Regions from separate parts of the Rattus norvegicus genome. Here region 2 is linked to region 1. The links are chromatin contacts, called in public Hi-C maps. All regions are on one chromosome and are shown on one strand. The core of a region is the stretch at or near the end of the contact, and the rest is flanking DNA. Distances in the headings are between cores, read along the strand shown.

Region 1 (3,207 bases), core at 22-2,521:
AAGAAAAAAAAGGAGCATTGTACATTATTGTGGGCTGAAAAAGTTGGTAACATTATTGTAGAACACTGTACCATTTTGTTTCAATTAAGGAACAAAAAAAATCACAATTAAAAAAGTAGTTCAATAGGTTTGGAATCACTCTATACAGTCATAGCAAAGCTACCATCCTGCTTAAATCGTCTGTGGAGAACATCCTTCTGTAATGACTAACAGAGAAAGGAGACTAGGGGCCTCCCAATGTTCTGAAAACCACTTAAGAGTTTTAGTCTCTCTAGATTTTCTACTGGTTAGAAGGACAGGGTGAAAGGGACAGGAAGATCTCAGGGTCTCAGACAGACACCCTGCAGATACTAGGAGACCAGGGCCATGGACGCTTTTGCTTTGCTACTCTGAAGGCAAGGTAAAAGATAAAGTCTCAGTCCTACTGTCCTAGTGGCTTGAGTCCAACCCCTATCTGTCCACGTGGACTAGACTCCACAATCTGAATCACAGAGCGAATCTCCCAGGAGGCTGCCACCTTTGTTATAGCTGGACCATAGCAGGTTAGGCTCTTAGCCAGGGTACATCAGGGAATGCCTTGGCTTTAGAAGAGTTGGGGTCCCTCCTTGAAGCCCTCCAAGTCTAGGCAGAGTCTACCCACTATCTTCTAAGGTTTTCATTATACCAATGTCATTTTTGTTGTGCCAAAGCTTGGAGTGCTGGTCTGTTTTCACAGAATTTTTTTTGCACTATTCGTTCTGCCTTTATTTAAGCAGCTGTATTGAGTGGGTGAACACATTCCCAGGAAACAGCTCCCTGATAACTCAGGAGCCTTGGAGTCTGCAGGGCACTTCTCTAGTTTTCTTGAACAAAGAAATGAGTGTTGGAATTACAAATACAATAACTTCTTAAACCCTTCTTTAGTCAGATAATTTGATATATTTTTATCTCCTTAATTTCTTATTTCCCTTTTCTTTTTAAAATGTGTTTGACTCCCCAGTTTTCTTCCTTCTATTGTGACTGTGGACATTTCACATCAGATTCTTCTTGTTCACTTTTCTCTCTACCTTCCTATGCTGAGGACTGAAAAATCCCACAGAGTGGTTTTACTATTGTGAGCATGAAAAGCAGCATGTTTGCATTTTGAACAGAGCAGAGATTAAGGCATTGGCAGCCTTGAAATCGCTCTTTCTCAACTTCCATTCCCATGAGGTTATCCACATAGAGCTGCTGTTAGCACAGGGTCAGTGTGATGAAACGTATTTGTTGAGTCTCTTTGGTGCCAAAGCTTTGGCCAACTATCTGATCTACCTGATAATGGCACTGTTTCAGAAATCTCTAGTCAGTACAGCAATATCAGCCCTGTGGATTATCTAACACAATATGATACTAGAAACTACAGTTAGTAAAACCTTCACAGTATTCCTTCTTCCCCACCCTGCCTTAGATATCTCTTGCAAGAATGGGAAGGTGGTCACAGTGTACATATTCAGGATTGTTATTTTAGTCCTAACTAGGTAGAGAGGCAACCACAATGTTTGTTGTCTGTCTATTTCCTCCCCTGCTACATTCGCTTCTCCACCACCTCTATACCTGTAAGGACACTTATTCGATTGTCCTATCCTGAATGTTAGTTTCAAATATCATTAAGGCTATAATAATCCCATTTTAGAGCCAAAACTCAGAGATGCTTTCAAAAGTGAGGCTGGAAAGGGTTATGGCTTAATATATTTTAAAGGTTTTGATTTTCTTCTATTCTCATACTTCAGGCTTACCTGTTTAAATATACCAGAATAAATCAATATTCGTCTAGATGATTGGACTCATCAGACCAGCGCATGTTACACAGCAACCTTTTTAGGTTAAACTACCTTACCTAAAAGGGTCTTGTATTGAGGTGACACATGTGGGAGGCAGATTTAAAGCTAACAAAAACACTTCTTAACCCTCTAGATAAAAACAAAAGACATAGATAGGAAAATCGAATAAGGGTCCTTACACATATAGAGGTGGTGGAGCAGTGAATGGAGCAGGGGAGGAAATAGACAGGCAACACTGTGGTTGCCTCTCTACCTAGTTAGGACCATGTGGTAAGTGCAAAATCTTCCAGAGATTCAAAAGCTGGTGGATATCATGCTCTTATACAACCTTTTCTCCTGCCTTAAACAGAAAAGCAGCCCTAAAATAACCCATCAAGGTCTCTAGGGTGTGGGACAGAAAAATTTATTAGCTTTTTTGATGACACCCACTTATAATATGTGTGATGTTGGATGCAAGAAATTCTGAAGTTCAGAATTCCACTCATTTGTGTTCCCAGTGTAGTTTCAGTGTCTGCTGGGCCTGGAGGCCCGTTTTTGCATTGCTGAAAATGGGAAAACTCTCACTGTTGCCATGAGAATAGCAAAGACAGTCATGGAACAGAGATAAGGGCATGCAGATCGCTCAGGCAATGTGAATCCTGCTATCCAGGTAGTCCTAAGAAGGGAACATAATAATAACAGCAATGTCCATGAAGTACATAAATGGGTGAGCCATGACTTAGCGTTTCACCTGTGGCGAATTCAGTTGTTAAGGAGTTCAGGTACCATGTGCTTAGGTCCATGCACTTGCAAGCTGAAAGTCATAATCCCAACTGCATTAAGCTAGAACTCTACCTCTGATCTCAAGAGCCTTCTCGGGATGAGAGACATCAGAGGACGTACTGGAATTTAGCAATTGTGTAATAATGAGCTATTGAACTAAATTGCTATACAAAAGCCTCACAACAAACTTAAACTAGGTGTATGTACCATCACCATATGCTGTGAAGAAAGGACCAATATAAGTGAGTACAACTTTATTTCTCTGGTAACTTGCATTGAAAGGAAAAGTAATTTATTTCCTCTGCAGCAATATTTTTCTTAAATGTTTAGGTTGCTTGGTTTTATTTTCACCACAATTTTGTGAATTAGAATTAGAATTTATACTTTACAGATGCATTATTTGGATTTTAATTTTTATTGAATTATTCATAAAGCAAGAAGTTACTGAAAATTGACAATTGCTCATAGTGAACTGGAGGTATGGGGTGACGTGTAACCATTTTATTCTTAAGTGTTCTCAAGAAAGCAAAGGGAAAACTTGATCCAATATCCACACTAATAACTGCTCAGTTTCACAGAGAACAAATTCTCTGAGGGAGGAGTCACATTTACAGCACCACACTGTATAGGGTGACAGTTGACTGAA
Region 2 (3,066 bases), core at 274-2,773, 160 kb after region 1:
CATGACTACTGGAAATAAGTAGAAATAATTTTCAATCTAGCTTCCAACAGAAATTGTTCATTTAAGAGTGAACTCCAGAGTAAAATAACGTTTGCATCAGTTATCTAACATCTGACTTGTCTTCTGTCTCCTGTGATATTACATGCAAAGCAACGACTTCCCATAAGCAGTTGTTTGCTTCAAATATTTATAGGAATTCTACACCAGCCTGGGCAGGACTTGGGCTTGGCAATGCCTTAAACTAATGTTGAACACACCTTCCTGGAAACAGCATGAATCCAGCTACATATTTCTAGCAAAAGTACAAATATTTCCCTGAGCAGTTCTTAAAATAGAAGTCTCCAAATTACATAGCAACCTGAGTTTGAGACCCAGGATATGCATGAATGATGGAGAGAAATTACCCCCACAAGTCATTCTCTGATTCCCACATGCATGTGGCACATATATGCATGTGCAGCTCTCATGTGTGCATTCATGCATACATGTGCACAATAAAATAAACCAATATTGAAAACAAGAAGGAATGAAAGACAGGAAGGAGAGGAGAAAGGGAGAAAGGAAGAAGGGAAGGAAGGAAGATTGGAAGAAAGAAAGAAAGAAAGAAAGGAAGGAAGGAAGGAAGGAAGAAAGAGAGAGAGAAAGAAAGAGAGAAAGAAAGAAAGATTAAACCAAGAGTCTTGTTTTACATGTCTTTTGCTTGGAGAAGACCTCTCTACTCTATTTTGAATGAATGAAAACCCCACCATGGATACAGCATAAAGGTCCTTTGATAGCTCCTCAGAGCACCAGGAAGCTCTTGGTTAACTGATAAGTCACTACTCTGCGTACAAGGGTTTGATAGCCCAGATTTCATTTGTGTCCCTATAGGTAGACAGCTGTTACCGCTTCTGACTCCTCTGGCTCCTGGAAACAAAGTGAAATGAAGCTGTTTGCAGCTGCAGGAATCAGTACTGCCATCTGCTAGGCTCCCCAGAAGCTCCCAGCCAAGGACTTTGCATCCAAATGTTTCACAGCAGAGCAGGCAGTTTTCTATAGGGAAATGCTTTGAAGGTCACCCCTCATCATCTCCAGAAGGCCATTTCCAAAAAGAAGCACATGGCAGCCCTGACCCTTAGCAATCTATCTCTGCTACTGTTCAGAAACTGTCCCCCCAAAATAAAGATTCAAGGAGGCTTTTTTCTGCTTAGGATTCTCTCCAGCACTTTGGCAATGTTGCCATTTACCCTTATACAAAAATCTACCTGGAAGTTTGCCCATTCGGTGTCCTTCTCTTTGGCTGACCACTTTTTAAGCAATAGTACTCTCTTCTCTAGCCTTTAGATAATAACCCCACCAGCCTGAGTCTTTCATCCTTGCTTTTCTTTTTCTGAGTTTCATTGCTCACCTCATCTCTGTGCATTGTGTACAGCCGTACTGCAATTAACCTACAACTCAGTCCCTTGTCTCTGCCTTCCAACAGCCTGTCTCCATTTGGACTTCCTACTTTTCCCAAAATAGCACCTTCAAAACAAATGTAGGCATATTTCTAACCAGATGATTAACTAGCTCTTATCTTCCCCAAGAGTTCACCTGAGTTTTTTCAACCTTGACCAAGAGCCTAAAATCTATTGATCAATTCATATCCCAGCCCCAATATTACAGTCACAGAGTAGTGATTTTGTGGATTAAATTCTTGATACTTGCAATAGTCCTCTAATTCTTGGTTCTATATCTATCATTTGACCTTCAGAGGAATCTAGATATTTCTTCTGGGGAAATTTCACCAATGCCATCCATACCTCTTTATTCCTCTATTCAAAAACCTCTAATTGAGCTTTACGTTGGAGATAAGGCACTCATGCTCACAGCCATGTCTTGTTAGATGCATACCTCCCTAGCCTACCTATCTGACCTCACACCCATCCAATGTCTAGTGTTCATAGATATATAGACTTAAGAATAGACTACAGTTTCAATCTGGAATGTTTTGTAAGTACCATGAAGTTAAAGGTACAGTTCCCAATTGTTAGAAGGTGGTAGAAATTTTAGCCTTTACTTCCTCTCCCTTACTTCTCAGCCGTGAAGTGAGAGCAGTTTGATCAGATAAATAATGCTGCTATGATTGCTGCTTCACAACAAGCATAAAAGTAACCATGCCAATCACAAGGTGAGACCTCTGAAGCTGAGCTGAAATAAACTTTTCAGTATACGGTCATTTGCTAAGTCACTTGATCATTATGTTATACAAAATGATCAAGAGCTAACTAACAGATGAATCACTCTGTTAAATAATTCCCCCAGGACACTGTTTACATGGACCACAATTTGAATATTACTTCATAGTGCAGAGCTCAGAACATGCCATGTATACTGAACCTTGGCCTCTTCCTGTTTGTGACCTATTTGGCTGCTTACCTACCCTTTACACTCTTTAACCCTCATTTTTCTCTTGTCTTCTTAAATGCAAAACCAGTGTCTTCCCTCTGGGAAGACCTCTTGAGGTGACTCAATGTTTATTCTAGATTCAGTAAGTGAACTATTCCTTAAATCATTTTACTGGCACTTATCCTTCACCAGGCCCTTAGATAAGTTTGATCTTTTTAAGAATGTGTATTGTTTATCTCTAATATTTGAAGACATTTTTTCTAGAAATGCCTCTGAAATTATCTGTAGCTGAAACGATCAGTGAAAGAAATTGTTTAAATTTTGGGGGAATATGTGATTACTATAGTTACATCTTTTCAAATATATATATCCTTACATCTCAGGTAGTAACTAATACAAGTCAAAAGTAATAACAGAAGTATCAGAAATTGCATGATCTTTTTAACTACAAGAATGACTAGGAAATAGCCATATGTAATATGTACTGAGCAGTGAATATATATTTGTGTGTTAGCACATGCATTAATATAAACTGAATATTTGATAATACATTTGTATATTCATATATCATCATATACTCTGTGTATTTTATAATATTCTCAAAATACATTTTCATTCAAACTGACCTATGGGAATTCACCCCATAGGCATCCGACAAAACTAAATGGATAGCTATATTCCCCATAAACAATGTCAAAT

The links. A called contact is a pair of places that touch in the nucleus more often than the background predicts.
Region 2: a contact with region 1 is called in a Hi-C map of liver, with 2.6 times the contacts expected there. The contact joins two enhancer-like sites. A contact is called at or near these places in 4 of 12 Hi-C or Micro-C datasets (hepatocytes, kidney and liver).

What each region holds. Positions count from the first base shown.
Region 1 is chr17:53,508,885-53,512,091 of GRCr8, forward strand. No RefSeq gene overlaps it. Among named protein-coding and RNA genes, the nearest start is that of Inhba, 290 kb to the right of the region's middle. Within about 2 kb of position 1,272, at least 3 of the 93 cell types and tissues checked have an H3K27ac peak or open chromatin away from gene starts, as enhancers often do. A contact at or near this core is called in liver, where this site is marked.
Region 2 is chr17:53,665,263-53,668,328 of GRCr8, forward strand. No RefSeq gene overlaps it. Among named protein-coding and RNA genes, the nearest start is that of Inhba, 140 kb to the right of the region's middle. Within about 2 kb of position 1,524, at least 1 of the 93 cell types and tissues checked has an H3K27ac peak or open chromatin away from gene starts, as enhancers often do. A contact at or near this core is called in liver, where this site is marked.